Regions from separate parts of the Mus musculus genome. Here all the other regions are linked to region 2. The links are chromatin contacts, called in public Hi-C and promoter capture Hi-C maps. All regions are on one chromosome and are shown on one strand. The core of a region is the stretch at or near the end of the contact, and the rest is flanking DNA. Distances in the headings are between cores, read along the strand shown.

Region 1 (2,700 bases), core at 72-2,571, 130 kb before region 2:
TGTGTGATAGGCCAGATTTATTCAGCTGCTGGTTATTCAGCAATAGATAGGTTGCCTCTATGCTTACAGACTATGCATTTGGTGGAAGGCAATGAACAAATTGGTATTTAATAATGGAAAATAAACATTCATTGAGCGTTCACTACATGCCAGGCCCCAAAGAAGCACTTTAGAGCAAATGAATAAGAGATCCTCACATAGCTAGACATTACTAATCTCACTTCAAGGATGAGGATGTAGAGGACCAGAGAACTGCAGTAACTTGCTGTCTTTGAAGAGACACCAGAGAGATCATGTGATAAACAAGGAAGAGATGTGCTCATGAAGTACATGCCCAAATGATGATAGTGGACAGCCAGGGCTGCCTATGTCTCTCCATTAGTCACGTGAGGCATTATTTCACTAGGTTCCTGACACCCAAATGGGATGGGGGCAGCCCGAGTTTTCACCTTAGTTTATGCATTAGATGGTTCACTTGAAAATAGAGACTATTTTCAGAGCAAATTCCTCTGTGCTGTTCTTTGATCAGATAAAAACCCTTGAGATTTATATCATATGTTTCTACAGTCTGATTGCGTCCAACAACACAGATTTGAGAAGGTGCCTGGGAATATTAAAAGAAAGGAGGAGAGGAGGGAGCAGGAAGAGGAGGAAGAGGAGAGGGAAGAAGAGGAGGAAGAGGGAGGAAGAGGGAAGAGGAGGAGGAAGAAGAGAAAGAGAAGAAAGAAGAAGAGGAGGAGGAGGAGGAGAAGGAGGAGGAGGAGGAGGAGGAGAAACCTGGTTTCTCAAAGAGGAACCTAGTTTCGTAACTGTAGGGCACGAAAACATTAAATACAAGCACTTGGACTAGTATGTGACCAACAAGCCATCACCAACTAGGAACAAAGACGCTCCAGGTGGGTGGAACATCTTCCACGTGTTTTATCTTCTCTACTAAAGAAAGCATTTGTCACCTTCCATTTTAATTGCACCTCCTACCTCATAGCACTGCCCTCTGGGGATCTATAACTTTTCAGGTGAGTTCCAGACTTACAATTGCATTGCATATCTCTTTTAGAAAGAGGGAACTGTGTTGTTGGCCTCTGTTTTCCACTTCTCAGGTATACAACTGTCTAGAGGGCTCTTGCACCTCTCCTAGGGTGATAATTTTAGCCAGTAACAATTTGTGCTTTTACCAATGGTTGCTGGGAAAGGAAGCAATGTATATCTTCTACAAAACAGCAAAGTCTGTCCTCTTTTCCAGGCTGCAAGAGGCTACTTGTCATGGTCATGGCCAGGGAAATCACCCAGTGTTTTATATGCACTGGAGCCAGCCCAGCAGCTCCTGTGACCACCATGACTCAGCCCTGTCTATATGGGGTGAAATTTCCTGTTCTCTCTAAAGCAAAGGATACTCTTAAACACCAGGGTGTTCCCACTTCACGATTTTCTTGTGGGAACAACCAGTAACCAAGACCATATGAAATTTCATTCACACAGACATATTAATCTTAATGGAAAAGAAATGTTTATTATTTAGTCTCCATGGAAACTGTAAGAATCCCCTGATTCTTGTGTCAAGGAGACATTTCTGTTTAAAACGTGAAACGTGAACTTAAATTTCAAATCCAAAACTATTTTCTCATACTTATGATGAAGTAACCTTTAATTATCTTCATAGACTTGTCAAGAACGGTACTGACGGAATCATTCCAGAATATTCATCTGCAGGCTCTGTGATGAAAGGAGGAACCTAATGCTACCACCAATGTAATAACTAGTTCATGTAATAACTAGGGTTAATCATATAATAACTAGGGTTAATGTGCCTTATAAAAAGAAAGTACTAAAGATTTGTCGATAGCTTGCCAAATTAAAATTAGTTGTTCCTAAAAATGGTGGTGTGTGAGACGCAAGTCATCCCATCTCCTAGACAACTCTCATCAGCTGCCATGCACCGCAGGAAGTCTGCCTGGGCGGCCTGGTAGGGGTCGCAAACGTTTGCTGCTGGTTACAGGATATGCACGCTGCACCAACGAGTACTTTGCTTCCATATTTGGCATATAAAATCATCTAATCTAAATTGCAGAATCCTACGCAATTTCATTTCATATTCGAACTTTCCCTTCAAGGCATTTTCCTCATAATGATGCATTCTCACAAACATGTACAATCAAAATGAATAGCACACAAAAACACACAGTCAGGCAAACCAAAAGGAAAAGTTGAATCACGTAAGAACTGCAAAAGACCGAGGGAAAAGGACCACAGAACTCACCATCATTTCAAAGATGAGAGAATGATAGCCCTGTCTGTGAATAGTGATGAGATTTTTGTTTTAAAATTTAGCTACTTGCGGGGCTGGGCGATAGCTCAGCTGATAAGGTGCCTGCCACAAGGGTGTGACAACACAAGTTCAGATCTCTGGGACTTGGTAAAGACCCAGACTCTGGGACATGCACCTACAATACCCTGGGGACACAGATATACAAGAACTTTGGCACAAGCTAGCCTGTGGTCAAGCAAGATCAATGATCTCCAGGTTCAAGAAGATTTCATCTCAAAAAATAAGGCGGAGAGAAAATAAAGATATTGACCTCTGACCTCCAAACACTAATAAAGACATTGACTTCTGACCCTCATAAAGTCACGAAAAGCCATAAGTGTTTTCATTCTTGTCCTCTCCTTCCTTCCCCCAACACACTGCACCAATTTGGCTAC
Region 2 (2,700 bases), core at 152-2,651:
TTTTGTTCGAGGCCAGGGGCTAAACTCCAGTTCCAGGAATAAAGTCAGAGTCCTCCTGAGCAAGTACCCTATGACAACCCATCCCCCTTAGCAACAGCCAGTGAGGCTACAATAGCAGGGTCAAGATAACTCAAGACATCCTGCAGAGAATAAGTAACTTATCCATCCTGGTGGTCCGATGGCTTCGTTCTCATCTTCAGTTCCTACGGAGTACAGCAGAAATGTAGTTTTTAAAATATTAACTTGCTGACCTGTATAGATGCATGCCCCAAGTTTGCTGTATCCGCAATACAAATCCTGAACCCCTAGACTCAGGGCTCTCACTCTGACCCACTATGATGGTGAGAGAGACCTTGCTCACAATAAAGACCGTTACATGGTTTACATTGGAATTGGCTCCTTAGTGGTCTTTGGGTACATGCAACTTGGGCTTAACAGCCTCCTGACAGCAATCATTTAAATCAACTCTCTCAAATCTTGAAAACCTTGGCTGCCTGACTCCTCACCCAGCACTTGCCTTCTGAGAGGGAACCATCTAGACGCGCCACTTAATTACTGATACTCAGGAACTATGTCATAAGTTTGTTGTTTTGAGCTAGGATAATTTATTTTATGTAGTAATGGATAATTCATATATTATGTAATGGTACAATATTATATGTTTGGTACAGTATTATAATTGATTTGATTATGCCATTTCAGACCCTGTAGGCATTTAATCCATGGGACACTGTAGGAATGCTCTTCTGTGAGCAACAGAGGGTTTCTCTCCACCCTTTCCTTGTGCCAAGGTCTTCTTTTAATTTGGGCCATGGCCTTTGACATTGTGTCTGATTCTTAATTCAAAGACTACCAAACATGCTCCTCCCACAAAGAGCGGCCTCCCTTCTAATTGACCAGTGTTGCTCCAGTTACGAGTCATGTCATACCTCTGTGACGTGGCCTAGAGTTGCAGCTCAAGATTTTATAGCCATATTTATACCGCCTGCACAGCATGGAATGAGGCCAGCAGAAGTTGCACCCCATGGCTCTATAATCTGCTCTAGTCACCCAGTTTGGAATAGGACTGATTAGAGGAGCTTCGAGAGATAAGCCATCGAGGCTATGGCCTAGCTCCATGTCCTTGTTCTGTAGGATCCCGTCTCAGTGATGAGTGAGAAGGTTAGTGGCTTGTGCAATACCAGTAGACACACTTGAAAAGTGAGTCCCTCCCTGCCTATGCAGTAACATCAGAGCATGAGGGTCCTAAGTGTAATTTCTGATCCAGCAAGCTAGACGTTTAAAACCTGATGGGTGATGACCACAGTGTCTGGGACTTCCTCTCACTGTGTACCATTCAGAGGGCAGATGCGAAACAGGAACATGAACAATAGATAGAGTGGTCTGCCACTTCCTCTTTCTGCACGTCGGGGAAGTTTCATTCACCAAAACAAAGTTATCACTGCTCTGTAAAGTGACAACTATGTCACTTTACAGCACTGTGTCAATACAGAAAACCAGACAGTCACAGCTCCCTGGCACAGAGGCACCCAGGAAGTGGGAACTGTCTAGTGTTAGAGAATAAAGTGAAGATGACTTACTGAACCACCATCCTCCACTTTTAATTCAACTTTATAAGGCAAAACTGGTAATGGGTTGGAAATAAAGGAGAGAGCACAGTGGTGGGAGAAAGCAGGACTCTATGATCATCACTGCACTACAGAATCCACCCTAAGCTCTGATCTCAAGGCAAACCCTTCACTTTAAATGAGCCTATTATGCTCACAGCAGATGCAGCCAAGAACAGGAAAAGCCAGGTCTGCCCCACTGAGCATTTTTCAACAGAAGGCTTAGGGAATTTGTTTACTATCCTGATAACCTTTACTCCAGACCAATGGCCCTCCTCTGGTTCTGTTTTTAAAACCTGAGTTTGTCAGATGAGGAAGGCTAAGCCAATTAGCCAGCTGAGCTAAGTCAGAGTTTAAGAGGAGTCCCTAGAGAAGGCCCCATCCTGCCTCTCATGTCAAATCTATCCTAACGTGGTGTCTCCAGAGGTAGAACCACAAAGACACTCCATGAGGACATTGGCCCGCCTCTGATTTGGTTTTACATTTTCTCTTTGTGTTGTCTTTGTAAGGTATGATGATTATGATGTTTGAGCCTGTCTTCCCAAATACAGCTCCTAACACATGATTTCAGAGTTCACAGAAAGAAGGGAGAATTGAGAAATGGACACGTGTAATGGGATTAAATGAGACTTGGTTTTGCCGAGTTCCCGGTGGTTCTAAACACAGCCTATATGATCCCAAACAACAAGAGCCATTCTGCAGTTTGCATGATTAGTTAATGAGCACCTACTAAGCACATGGAACTGAGGTAGTGCATGATACTCTAAGAACATTACACTTCTATTTCATGCACAGAGTCTTTCAGCTCCTTCTAAAGCTGAAGACAGAAACAATCTTGTCTTTAACTTCAGCAGAAAGTTCCACACAGAGAATATTTTTCAAAGTATCTTCTCTCCCATGGAAAGGTTCTCTAAGCAGGCACTGCCTATCTTTACGAATAAATTGTTTTTAAAAGTTTACCTCACAGCTCATATGCAAATTCTTATTGGTAGATAAGAGAATAACTAATTGCAGTAGATGAAGAAGTTTTCTTACATGATGCATTTAGATACCGTTATGGGAATCTTTGGGGTGGGAGGGAAATGAGAGAAAT
Region 3 (2,700 bases), core at 182-2,681, 85 kb before region 2:
TGTGAGACAAAGAGATAAGAGCAGAAACATGGTAAGTGAGCCAATGGTTTTATTTCTGCAAGAATATATTCAAATGAGATCAAAAGGGAAATACGAAAATACACTGTGATTACAGTTATAAGAAAAAAAACTGAAGTGTTTGAAGAGCACAATCTTACTAAAATACAACATCCTGCTCAGGCTAAAATCTATGCTAAAGCTTTTACATGGCTCCTATGAGCTGAGTTGACAAACACTAACAACTATGCACTAATGATGTAGGAGGCAGGAGCTGCGGTGAGACACTGTATCTCACTTTGCACTCCTCTTGCTGGCACAAGGGAAGATTGGTTCCCAGCCTCCTCTGCAGGTAGAGTGAGCCCACATGACTATGCACAGACCAATGAGGAAGGCCCAAAGGAGCACTTCTCTTCCCCATCTAGTAGCCTTATAAACCAGGTGCTGCCAAGGTGATATAAGCAGGTTGGAAGAGAGCCCGAGGACAGCTATGTGACATGTATCAGACTGGGCCAGCATCTGGAAACAAACTTTTGTCCTGGCAAGCCTTAGTCACAGGCTAATTCCTTTATCACGCCCCTCCCTCATACTCCATTACTAGATCTCGAGCACACTATAATCTTGAATCTTCACAAATTTGTTGGCAGTCAGAACAGACTAGCTGAACATTAAAAGCAAATATTTCCTGACTATATTATCACATACCTAAAAGTAAGGCACATGTATCCCATACAATACTTTGGGGAACTGATAGAAAATATTAGAATTTTTATTAATCATGACTTAAAGGTTTGAATTCATGTTTGTATGTATGTGTCATAAGGTACACAGTGCATTAGAACAATGGTACTGAACCACGTAACAACAAGCATACTGGACCATGTAAGAAGCATACTGGGTGCATGTTAAGACCAGTGATCACGGAGCAACTAAGGAAGGGTAGGTAACATGTTATCCTGGCTTGGAGCTGTTTACTCTTGTAAAAGCCCAGTACATAAATAGAGAACACTGAGATAGATCAGACATTGTACAATAAAGAACTGCACATATTCCAAACAATTCCATTTCCAAAGCCAGACTCTTTACCTAGGACATATTTTAATTCTTGAAGTGATATTCATGATCAGTGTTATCTGTGTGCAATCATCAAAGAAAAATGTCCCTAAGTACAGAGAATGATAGACAATTTTCAAGTTGTAAAAATCATGGTCCCTTAACTATACGCCTGCAGGGCAGAGTTGGCCGTTTCCCACCCTAGACACAATGCTACTTAGATGAAAGCTACCTTAGGAAAAGGAAGCAACGTTCAAAGCAGCAGATATTATTTTCTGTGGCTTTTAGAAACAATGCCCAGAAAGCACACATGCAGATTTCCACACTTCCTTCTTCCTTCTCCTCAAGGCTCCAGGTAATGATTAACCAGATAGCAATGACTCACTGAGCTAACGTCATCTCGAATAGCTACATGTGCTCAGCTTACAAATTACACCTTTAGTGCCTTTATACTTTAGCAACGTTTTTCTTTAATAAATCTGCATGGCCTTGGGTGAGAATGTTCCATTTGAACTGTCTTGTTTTACGCACTGTTCTATTTATACAAGCAAAATATGTGTGTGTCCCTGCCAGCCAAGGCAGCTTTACACACTGTCACTACCTAGCTAAAGGTGACAGAGGACACATGGACAGGAGAGCATCTTCTGAACCCACAGCAGTTGGCGATGCCTACCCTTCCCCAACACAGACGTCCATCCTGGAAAGCAGCCAGCTCCTCCCTCTCCAGATCCTTTCGAAGTCCACACTGTTACAGTGGACAGAGGAAAAATGCTTAGTAGAAATGATGTATTTCCTACCCTAGTCCTCTAGTGCTAATTTTTGTAAAATTAAGCTAAGCCATTTATAAGGCTTAGGATATTCTTTTTAGCCTTGACACCCACCTCCCATGCATCCAGGTGCTGGACACCAATACCCAAAGAGAAAAACTTCATACACACAGCAAACATTACCTTTGTAGAAGCCATTCAGTACATTTTGCATCAAATGTTGCCCCTCCTGAATGATATTATTATCCATCACCAATATCAGCTAGAAAATTTGTCATAAAATATAAATGAATTAACATGCTTACACTTATAAGTTACTTGCAAAATAAGTCACTCATCATTCATTCATTAAAATAATACATATATACACATTGGAGCACATTCAACAAGCCTGAAATTTTTTCTAGTTGGTTCACTATTCATTCATGAAAATATTACATACATACATGTTTGAGCATATTCGACAAATCTGAAATTTTTTTTCCAGTTGACAATTGGGTTGAAAGTAGGCAATTCTTTCCAGACTTAAATTGTAATTTCAAGTAACACCTGTTTCCAAACCGCACCCACTCCTACTCCTTTAGAGTAACCGCCACAATACTTCAGTCCTCTCAATGACGCAAACATATGGATATTTTAAATGTTTTAATAAAATTAAAACTGGTTCTACATGGAGTTACCAACTTAACCCAAATAGCTTTTCCTAAAACCCTGGCTAATGTGTGCCATGGTGTGTGTGTGTGTGTGTGTGTGTGTGTGTGTGTGTGTGTGTGTGTCTTAGTCAGGGCTTCTATTCCTGCACAAACATTATGACCAAGAAGCAAGTTGGGGAGGAAAGGGTTTATTCAGCTTACTCTTCCACATTGCTGTTCATCACTAAAAG

The links. Promoter capture Hi-C pulls out the DNA fragments that hold promoters and counts their contacts. A called contact is a pair of places that touch in the nucleus more often than the background predicts.
Region 1: a Hi-C map of bone marrow-derived macrophages shows a contact between it and region 2, with 2.5 times the contacts expected there. The contact joins two enhancer-like sites. A contact is called at or near these places in 5 of 39 promoter capture datasets (cranial neural crest, frontonasal cranial neural crest, liver and 1 more), 21 of 484 Hi-C or Micro-C datasets (Th2 cells, bone marrow-derived dendritic cells, bone marrow-derived macrophages and 11 more), 4 of 115 datasets of contacts at active chromatin or transcription factors (bone marrow-derived dendritic cells, double positive thymocytes, hepatocytes and 1 more) and 5 of 9 other capture datasets (adipose tissue, bone marrow-derived macrophages, embryonic stem cells and 2 more).
Region 3: a promoter capture Hi-C map of liver shows a contact between it and region 2. The contact joins two enhancer-like sites. A contact is called at or near these places in 1 of 39 promoter capture datasets (liver), 2 of 15 datasets of contacts at CTCF or cohesin (CD8 T cells and large pre-B cells), 7 of 484 Hi-C or Micro-C datasets (B cells, CD8 T cells, embryonic stem cells and 2 more), 1 of 115 datasets of contacts at active chromatin or transcription factors (embryonic stem cells) and 4 of 9 other capture datasets (adipose tissue, embryonic stem cells, liver and 1 more).

Annotation. Positions count from the first base shown.
Region 1 is chr1:51,807,085-51,809,784 of GRCm38.p6, forward strand. All of the region lies in intron 7 of Myo1b (myosin IB), which reads right to left. Among named protein-coding and RNA genes, the nearest start is that of Myo1b, 110 kb to the right of the region's middle. Within about 2 kb of position 1,322, at least 20 of the 459 cell types and tissues checked have an H3K27ac peak or open chromatin away from gene starts, as enhancers often do. A contact at or near this core is called in bone marrow-derived macrophages, where this site is marked.
Region 2 is chr1:51,933,325-51,936,024 of GRCm38.p6, forward strand. No RefSeq gene overlaps it. Among named protein-coding and RNA genes, the nearest start is that of Gm33795, 19 kb to the left of the region's middle. Within about 2 kb of position 1,402, at least 117 of the 459 cell types and tissues checked have an H3K27ac peak or open chromatin away from gene starts, as enhancers often do. A contact at or near this core is called in bone marrow-derived macrophages, liver and uterus, where this site is marked.
Region 3 is chr1:51,848,315-51,851,014 of GRCm38.p6, forward strand. The region is part of intron 3 of Myo1b (myosin IB); the gene reads right to left. Among named protein-coding and RNA genes, the nearest start is that of Myo1b, 66 kb to the right of the region's middle. Within about 2 kb of position 1,432, at least 55 of the 459 cell types and tissues checked have an H3K27ac peak or open chromatin away from gene starts, as enhancers often do. A contact at or near this core is called in liver and uterus, where this site is marked.